Linked DNA regions of Columba livia: region 2 is linked to region 1. Evidence: chromatin contacts called from public Hi-C data. All regions are on one chromosome and are shown on one strand. The core of a region is the stretch at or near the end of the contact, and the rest is flanking DNA. Distances in the headings are between cores, read along the strand shown. Region 1 holds the start of BTBD2 (BTB domain containing 2). Region 2 overlaps AP3D1 (adaptor related protein complex 3 subunit delta 1).

Evidence for each region. A called contact is a pair of places that touch in the nucleus more often than the background predicts.
Region 2: a contact with region 1 is called in a Hi-C map of crop, with 2.3 times the contacts expected there. The contact joins the enhancer-like site here to the promoter of BTBD2 in region 1. A contact is called at or near these places in 2 of 2 Hi-C or Micro-C datasets (crop and liver).

What each region holds. Positions count from the first base shown.
Region 1 is chr27:488,947-493,688 of bColLiv1.pat.W.v2, reverse strand. It overlaps BTBD2 (BTB domain containing 2), which reads left to right and starts at 1,602. Exons shown (of 10, transcript XR_010468222.1): 1 at 1,602-2,206; 2 at 3,816-3,950.
Region 2 is chr27:525,429-529,858 of bColLiv1.pat.W.v2, reverse strand. AP3D1 (adaptor related protein complex 3 subunit delta 1) reads left to right here. Exons shown (of 32, transcript XM_065042049.1): 22 at 147-351; 23 at 669-731; 24 at 1,316-1,411; 25 at 1,823-1,972; 26 at 2,082-2,129; 27 at 2,506-2,695; 28 at 3,713-3,801. Among named protein-coding and RNA genes, the nearest start is that of MOB3A, 6.4 kb to the right of the region's middle. Within about 2 kb of position 2,893, at least 1 of the 3 cell types and tissues checked has an H3K27ac peak away from gene starts, as active enhancers do.

The DNA.
Region 1 (4,742 bases), core at 353-2,852:
TGAAAAGTGTGGAAGGAGCTCGGCCAGCAAGGGGCTGCGCGTGTGTGATGTGCGCAGCAAATGGCGTGACAGACAGCAGGACGCAGCGCTTTTAAAAGAGAATACATCTTTAATAGCTGGTTATTGTTAACACAAGAAAGATTTAACAGGAAAGAGAGCTGTTCCTCTAAGGGCTCCTGCTCACCCCTGTGTGCGCGGACCAGCTGCCAGCAGGGGCTGCTCCCATCGCCGGCAGAGCCGCGGCCACAGGGCTTCCCAAACTCGTCCACGTGAAATGTGTTAACAACACAGCTTCAAAAAGTGCGGCAGAAGCCCGCGGCACACAGGGCAGCAGAAACATGATACATGATACAAAACCAGGTTGGAAGCTCCTGATCAAAATTAGCCGCGTGACGACGCTGCTGTGATGTGGCTCAGCAGCGTCTGGCTCTGGTGGTTTATCAGGAGATCCCTGAGCAATCCAGGCCCTGGAAGCCTTGAATCAATACAAACAGCACGTCCGTGTGTATTACAGGAACTGCAACGCAAAGGTGCAGACAGCAGAAGGGGCAGACAGGACATCTCCTCACGGAACACGTCGAATCAAGGACCACGCGCTTGCCCGAGTGCATGTGCATGTGTCTCCACGTGCCGAACACCGATCAGGGGCGGATAACAGAGAAAGGGGGAATGTAATTACCCCGTGGAGAATAAATCACTTTAACGGGTCAGTTAGTGAGATCACAGCAAGGCAGTGGCACAGCCTCTTAATCAAGCTTCTGCTTCTCAGACTCCCTCGTGCCATTTTCCACCCCCTGGGGCTGGCAAGGGTGCGGGGGCTGGTGGGACGGGCTGGCCGGTGTGTCCCTCTGCAGCGGGCACGGCCAGCTGGGCACCAGCTGTGGCTCCTGGTACATCCACGGCGGTTCCACTAACGCGGTGCTCCAGGCCTGGGGTCAGCCGGGCTAACTACCCTGAGGAACCGCCGGGCACAAAGGACCCGGTGTCCGGGGATGGCGGAGGCTTGGGTCCCTGCTCGGAGGACAGGCTGGGTTGTGAGGGCCGGAAGGGAGCGGCCCTCGCGCCCTCCGCATCCCCCCGCCCCTCTCCGCGTCCCACAGCCCCCTCGCCGCTCGCCCCCAGCACCAGCCCCGTCACCGCCAACCCGCACCTCCCCATCCCTCACCCCTCCACAAGCTCCAGCCCGGCCCCTCCGACCCTCGTCCTCCCCAGAATGATCCCCCTCATCCCAAAACCCGCCCCTCAAGGATCGCTGCCCGCGCCCCCACATTGCTCCCCTGGGATTGCCCCTCTGTCCCCCAGAACCGCCTCTCGGGGACGGTCACCTCACCCCCTCAGGGATCACCCCCTCGTTCCTGAAGGCGAGGGTCGCCCCCTCACCCCCCAAAACTGCCCCTCAGGGATCGCCCCCTCTCCCCAGAACTGCCCCCAGACCCGCCGCGCTGCCCCTCCGGAGCCACGCCCGCAGGGATCGCGGCCCCACTCCCCCACACCCTCGCAGGGCCCGTCCCTTGTCCCCCAGGGCCCACCCCGCTGCCCGTGCCCGCCCGGCCCCGCCCGCCGCCGCACGCCCTCTCCCCGCCCCGCCGCTCCCCTGCCCGGCCGGCGGCGGCGCCGCGCCGTGCCCCATGCGCCGCTGCTGCCCGGCCCTCTGCATCGCCCCCGGCACCCGCGGCCGCCGCGGCGCCGCCGTCGCCATCGCCGCCCCGCTCCCGCCCGCCGCCGTGTCCCGCCCGCCGCTGCTGGTGCTGGTGCTGCTGCAGCGCCGCCCCGCGCCGCCCGCTGCCGCGCCTCCGCCGCACAAGATGGCGGCCGGTGGGAGCGGCGGGGGCCCCGGGGGCCTCTCCTCCTCCTGCCCGCAGCCGCCGCCGCCGCCGGGCAACGGGGCCGCCGCCGCCTGCACCAACGGCGCGCCGCCGTCCCCGCCCGGCCTCACCTACAACCAGTGCGGCGCGGCCAACCCGGCGGCGAGCGGCGGCGGCGCGGGGGGCCCGGCGGCGGCGGCGGCGGCGGCGGGGGCGGCGGGGGCCGCCGGGGGGGCGGGCGGCCCCGGCGGGGCGCTGCAGCGGGAGCCGGTCTATAACTGGCAGGCGACGAAGCCCACGGTGCAGGAGCGGTTCGCTTTCCTCTTCAACAACGAGGTGCTCAGCGACGTGCACTTCCTGGTGGGGAAGGGCCGCGGCTCGCAGCGCATCCCGGCGCACAGGTGGGAGCGGGACCCCGGGGGCGCCGGCCGGCTGCCGGGGCCTGGAGGCGGCCGGGGCGGGCCGGGGGGGTGGCCGGTGGGTCCTGCCGGGGCCGTGCGGGGTGTCGGGGGTCCCGGGCCTCGGGCAGGCCGTGGGTGGGTGCGGGTTTGCCGGGGGTCCCCGCTGTGCCGGGGGTGCGCCGGCGAAGGGGCTGCGGCGTTTGTGCTTCATGCATCGCTCATGGAGGAGAAAGGGGGGTCGGGAAGCTTCACCCCGCGGTTTGTCCGCCCTGCGGAGCGCGGGGGGGCGCGCAGGCCCCAGCCAGGCCCAGCGCCGGGTGGCGGGACGGACCCGGGCGGGACGGACCCGGGCGGCGGGGCCGGGGGCTCCGGTGGGGGGGGTGCCTGAGTGTGGTGCGGGGGGGGGTGCCTGTGGTGTGGGGGACTCTGCCCGTTGCGTGGCCGGTCCCTGTCACCTCGCGTCTCCCCCGGCACTCGATGGATTTCGTGTTGTTGCGGTCTCCCGGTCCAGCCCTGGGCTGCGTTGTCCCCGGGGGTGGGAGTGACTGGGTAAAACACCCAAATCCCTGGGTTTTGCCCAGAAGCCATCCTTGTTTTCTGTGGGGAGTCGGGGAGGGGTAGTGCCCGAGACTGCGACAGATACAGGGGCCGCCGAGAGCACTGGGGATGGAAAGGAAGGAGCAATGATTTGAGAACCCAAATATCTGCCACGTTTTCCTTTAAAAAGCCCTTTATTGACTCTTTTCTGAAGGCCTGGATTTGGGGGAGGGTCATCCACCGCTATAAAACAAACCCCCGTTCTAGAGGCGCCGCGCTGAGGAGGCGCAGGCCCGGGTGAGCAGCCGGGGCTGCTGTTGGAGGCCGAGCTGCCATTTGAGAGCTGGCAGCCGGAGCCGCTCGCTCGCCCTGGAGCCGCGAGTCGCCTCCACCTGGATAATGGAAAACCCACGGGGCTGGTTGGCGTTCGGTGCCTTCGGGGAATCGCGTGTGCCACTGGCAGCGCCGGCGGCAGAGAGCCTTGGGCTCCAGGACCAGACCTGCTCCGGTCTGGGGGTGGGAAGGCGGACTGGCGCACTCAGAAATGGTGCTTGGCCAAGGGAGCCTCGCTCCGCACAGCTTCCGACGGTCGCTTTCTCACACATGCTCGTGGTGGTTTCCCCTTCAGATTTCCCTTTTTCTCTCGCTTTCCAAATGAAACACACTTGTTCTAGGCTGATATGAGCGTTTAGGGTGCTAGTTCTTTTATAATTCGAAGCTTAATTAGTATTTGGGTAAGCTTGCTCCTGTCCCCAGAGCTAGGCTTGCTCGGTGGGGAGGGGCAGTGTTCAGCACAGAAATAAATGGAAAATAAATGAAGCTTAAAAAAAATATAGCCCCAAAGTGAAATGCTACTTAATTGCTCTGAAATCCATCTGGTGCTCTGGGTGGTGAAGATAGAACAGAGCGTGTCATGCCGTGACATCCCCCTTACGGATTATATAGATTTTAGTAAACTTGCCTTATGATATTACAGTTGGGATATCCTGATGATTCATGAAGCACGGTGGTTATTTCAGAAACAGCTTAAAATAAATCCACCCAGACCCCTTCTGCGCTCGTTCTCCCACAGCAGAAGATGTTTGGCGCTGGAATTGAGTCGCAAAGCAGCCATGAGTCTAATTCGAGAGGCACCGTGTTGCTTCGGCAACCAAGGGCAGATGTTCGCGCTCGGGTGCTGGGGTCTGGAACAGCGCACGGTTAACAGGTATTTCCACAGCTGGTTTGATTGTGTTAATTCTCAGACTGGGCCAGGTGTAAAGCGTGGCTGTGGTGCGTATCCTAAACGGGGCTTTTGGCCCGTGGTGCCTCGAGGAGCGCTCTGCAGTGTCTTGCTTTGGTATCCATGTGCCTACCGGTGCGTTAGAAGTCGCCGACTTGGGCAGCAAACCGGTCAGCGCAGAAGCCCTGAGGGTCGCAGCCCTGCTCCCCGTTGGGGCTCCGGAGCAGGGGTCGTGCCAGCCATAGGCTGAGGTTGATAAATGATGTGTATGCTGAGCAACAGGGAGCGGAGCAGGGGTTGTGTTATCCATAGGTTCGGGTTGATAAACGACACGTATGCAGAGCGAGCGCAGGTGAAGTCCCCGCGGTGAGGAGGATCCTGGAGTGATGTAGCTGTAGGTTCAGGCGTGTTTCTAAGAGCTTCAGCAGTTTGTTTAAAGCCGTAGAAGCAGACAAGAGATATTTCGCATAGCAACCAAGAGCAACCGTTCATTTTGTGCGTGGAAGGTTGATTGAAGGTGTGTCTATCCAAGCGTCTGTCCTGCCAAGCATCCGCAGCCTCCAGATCAGATATTTTCCACCTTCAGGAAGCTCCAGACCCTGCAGAAGTTGCTTTTGTACCCTGGAGCAAGCGCGGTCTCTGCGCTGCGAGCTCGTCCCCTCTCGCCACGAAGAAGGCGGAACGGCCTGAAGTTATTTGTGTGGAGGCTGGCGGAGCGCGGGTCCGAGCAGGCTGCTCCGGGCTCCGCAGCGCTAGCGCGGCCAGGGCCGAGGCCTC
Region 2 (4,430 bases), core at 1,644-4,143, 35 kb before region 1:
CGGTCGCCTTTAAATCGTTTCTATTAATTTCTGATCCGCAAGGGCAGTGTCTGCGGTTACGTGAATAAACTTCTGGTACAGAGTATGTGCTGATTTAAGATTTTGGGGGCTAAACTCTTTAAAGAAAAGGTGTCTCTGTTTTTAAGACCCTTGGCAGACAGCGAGAAGCTGCCGGTGCAGAGGCACAGGAACGTGGAGACCCCGAAGTCACCGGACGCAGAAGCTCCCCTGGAAGAGAAGAAGAGCAAGAAACCCAAGAAGAAAGAAAAGAAACACAAAGAAAAAGAGAGAGACAAAGGAAAGAAGAAGGAGAAAGAGAAAAAGATGGTAGAGGAGGAAGAAGAGAAAAAGGTGATTCTCCAAGACTGGCGTTATTTTAGAAACTGCAGTTATGGGCCATATTTATTGCTCTAAGACACAGCCCCTGTGCTTGGAATGTCTGAAATGACTGTGAGAATTGGTGGTAACTTGCAGGTGCTGCCAGTCGTGTCCGGGTTTGGGGTTTGGACGTGTGCTCGGAGGTTGAAGTTAAGCTGCTTGGACTGTTTGCTCTCAAATGTGTCGCAGCACCTGTATCTGAGCATTCTGGAGCAGTGCGTTGCTGCGGAAACTTGAGGGTTTAATGCAATCAAACAACTCTAATGGTTTTGTCTTCACCTGAAATGCAGGGGGAAGACCTGGATTTCTGGCTGTCCGCCGCGGCGCCGGCTGTCCCCAGCGCCCAGCCGCAGGTCAGGCGCGCCAGGAGGGCTTTCCCGCTGCGGTGCGGGTGCTTTGTGCCGCTGGGGGGGGAGGGGAGGGGGCACGGCCAGCGTCTCCTCCACTTCTGCTGGACAGCAATGGCGTTGGATCTGCCCGCTTTACAGACACTGTCACTGGGGCTGTCAGGCTCATCCTGCTGTGCAGATCAGTAGATAGAAATACAGGTGCAGCTGCAGGCTTGGTGGATTTTAATATTATTGGTGGCATTTAATCTTATATTATTAGTGTATGGTTTTATTTCCTAGTATGAGCTAGACACTGGCGATATTAATAGACATGAGAGAGACTGATAGAAGAAGTCTCATGAGTTTTGATGGGGGAGACACAGGGAATATTGGGGGATGGATTCCTTGGAGGAAATCTTTGTACCTTGTCCTCGGGTGATCGCATTTGCCAGGTTTCAGAGACATAAAATGGAAGGCTTGATACCTTATTAATGTAAATTTTGAAATAACAGTTGATGTCGGGGTGTCACTGTTAAGATTGGGGGGGAGGGATTCAGTTGTTTCAGCTGCGTTCTGTTAGTGTCATAACCCTCCGCTACTCCACGCAGAGCGAGCCTGATGTGGGTGCTGCTGTTGTGGCTGAACCTCCAGAGGTCAAAAAGGAAGAAAGGGAAGAGCAAGACGAGGAGGAGGATGAAGGGAAGGTAAGCGGTTTAAGTTGCCAACACCCTTAGCCATATTCTCGTCGTGTCTCGTATTCCTTAAGAAGAAGCACATAGGAATTACCAACAGTTCGGTGTAGTGACCACCTGCAGATAGGCGGCAGTGGAACGGTACCTCCTCGAGGGGCTCTAAACACCCGAGGTTTGGTTGTTCCTTGAGTCAGGGAGCAGTTTTAAAGCTGAGATCTGGCCGCCTGCTGATCCTGGGCTGCGTGGGGTCTGAGAGAACTGGGACTGGCCGCAGGACGGCAGCCGGGGTCAGGGAGCGGGAGCTTTGCTTCGGATTTCTGCGGCTCAAACTGGAAAGATTGGTAGAGGGGTCAAGATGTAATGAACAGAAATACAGAGTTTCTTCGAGAGTTTGTTGTTGTAGCTGCTGCTTCTTCTTGGTAGAAATCCTCCAAGCATAAGAAGAAAAAGCACAAGAAAGAGAAAGAGGAGAAATCGAAGGATAAAAAGAAATCCAAAAAGAAGAGTCATCACGGCGAGGAGGAGCCAGCGGAGTCGGTGCAGAACGGAACACTAGACGATGAGCCACTACCAGTGAGTAGCCGTGTGCTGGGCAGGCGCTGAGCGGGTTTGGTGGGAGCAGTGACAGCTCTTGTCAGAGAGATTAGGATACTGCAAACGTGATTTCTTCCTTGTTTTTCAGCCTATGTCCAGTTACCGCCTTCTTGCTGAAAATCCATACATTAAAATGGTGAGTGTTTTGGGTTCAAATCCAGATGTCTTCTCTTTCTGTGTTCTCTAAGAGAAGGGGGGATGCTCTGGGACAGTACAGTGACTTTATGTAGCCAACATTGAACTGAGCAACTCTTTACATCCCAGAAGGCAGAAATACGACAACATTCTGCTTCCATTCCTTTGGATGTCCACTCAACAAGTTTTAAGTTGGTATTTTCCTGCTGCTTGGCGGTACTGTGGAGCCAATCACCAGTGTGCTTTTCATTGTCCTGTAGCTGTACCAAGTGACCTTCATTTTGGAGCTTGCTCTGTTCGGATCCGTGTTCTGGTGCTTTGCTCTTTGAAGTTTCTGAGTCTTTTCTGTGATTTTTTTAATTTTCCTCCATTTGCAGACCTATGACATTCAAGGAAACCTCCAGCACGATAGTCAGGTTACCGTCTCTGTTATCTTCGAGAACAAAAGCACTAGCTTCCTAAAGAGCATGGAACTAAACGTCCTGGACTCTCTCAACACTAAAATGCTCCGACCAGAAGGATCATCAGTACACGACGGGATCCCCGTGCCCTTCCAGCTCCCCCCCGGTACGCCCAGCCTTGCACAGTCTGGTCCTGCACTGCCCTCCTGTGGAAAGAGCCGGTTGGACTTGTGGCCATTTGCCGTTTTCGGGAGGACGTGTCCCTCTGCGCGGCATTCCCGGTCCCACCATTCCCTGCCGAGGATGAGCCTGGCAGCGGTTCTGCCCCGCAGGAGCAAAGCCTGCGCGCGGGGCTGGGAGCGCGCGGCTGAGCCCCTCGCGCCGTGAACGTGCCAGCAGCGCCCGCAGGAATCCCGGTTCCCTGAGGAGCTGTGGGGTTTAAAATGAAACGGAGCTGTAGGTCTGTGAGCCGTTAGAACCCGCTCTGGATTTGTTCTCGAGCTGTTGTCCCACCGTCCTAATGGGCAGAGGCCACGGGCAGGGAATGTTTGCGCTGATTTGGATGGGGAGCTGAGCGCTTAAGAAATGTTAGACATGAGATGAAGGGCAGTGGTTTCGTACATAGTACAATAAGACAGTCAGATGGCTGAACTTTGAATTTCACTTCCTTCACCAAAGAGTTAATTTGAATACCAAAACAGCTCCCAGGAGCCGTCCGGGGTGCAGTGACTGCAGGGTGCGTTTTGATCCCCCGGGAGTAGCTGGGGGGTAGTTTTTTATTCTATATAAGGCACGTTGTGACACAGACTTGTCTATTGGAAGAAACACATAGAAACATTAGGATTCTAATTAGTTCTGAAAACTACTGGGAAGGCCGCCTGTTTTCCAGTTGCACAAACAGTTTTGGTACCTTGCCGCTGTGCCATCCCTCACGCAGGCACTCTGGCCATAACCACCAAACCCCAGCCACCGCTGCTGCTCCCAGAGCTCAGGAGCTCAGTGCTGTAAATCCACAGCGGGAATTGTGCCTGTGACTCTTCCAACTACATGGAAAACTTCAAATTTGATTCAGAAATAGTCAGTGCGTCAAGCTTAGCTGCTGCTGCTCGGTTTATTCTAACCACGATGTAGATACAGAACACGTTTTCTGACCGGAATTCTCCCTCTCCTCTCTCCACGCCAGGAATCTCCAATGAAGCCCAGTTTGTGTTTACACTTCAGAGTATTGTCATGGCTCAGAAGTTGAAAGGAACGCTGTCCTTTATAGTCAAAGTAAGTGCAGCTTTAAACTCTGCTCCTGCTTCCTTTGGAACCGCGTGAGGGAGCCTGACCCGGGTGGAAAGCACCGCGTTGGAGCTTTGTTTTTTTAGGCATCATTTCACGTCTGCTGCGCCAGCCCATTCTGTGACGTGGAAGTATTTTTACATGACATCTTGTGCAGAGCGTGTCCCCAGTAGTGCCGTAAGCATGTCCTAAACGGTCATTCCTGGCAGTGCGGAAGCAGGCAGCCTGCAACGTGTGCCACATTGTCAGCTGGAAAATCACCGCCCTGGCGCGTCTGCCGGGGAGAGGAGCCCCGCGGGTACCGAGATGTGACCCGCGGTCTGTTTCTTCTGATCTCGGTTACCCGAAGATCAGTTGGATGCTGCCTCGTTCCGGGCTGGAAAAATAATTATTAGATACAGTTAATAAGGATGGAAAGCCAGAACAAGAGCTGAAGGCATTGTTTAATAATTATCGACCTGTGTCAGACTTTGTGGGTTTCTAATCTTAATGAAGTAAACTGATCAAAGAAGGAGCTGCCTGACCAGCTCAAAGGAAGTGAGTGGGCACAGATGTGGCTGCTTCTGGGTCAGCCGTCATCTCTATTATAAGGGTTTCTTAAAAATAGCGTCCTAGTC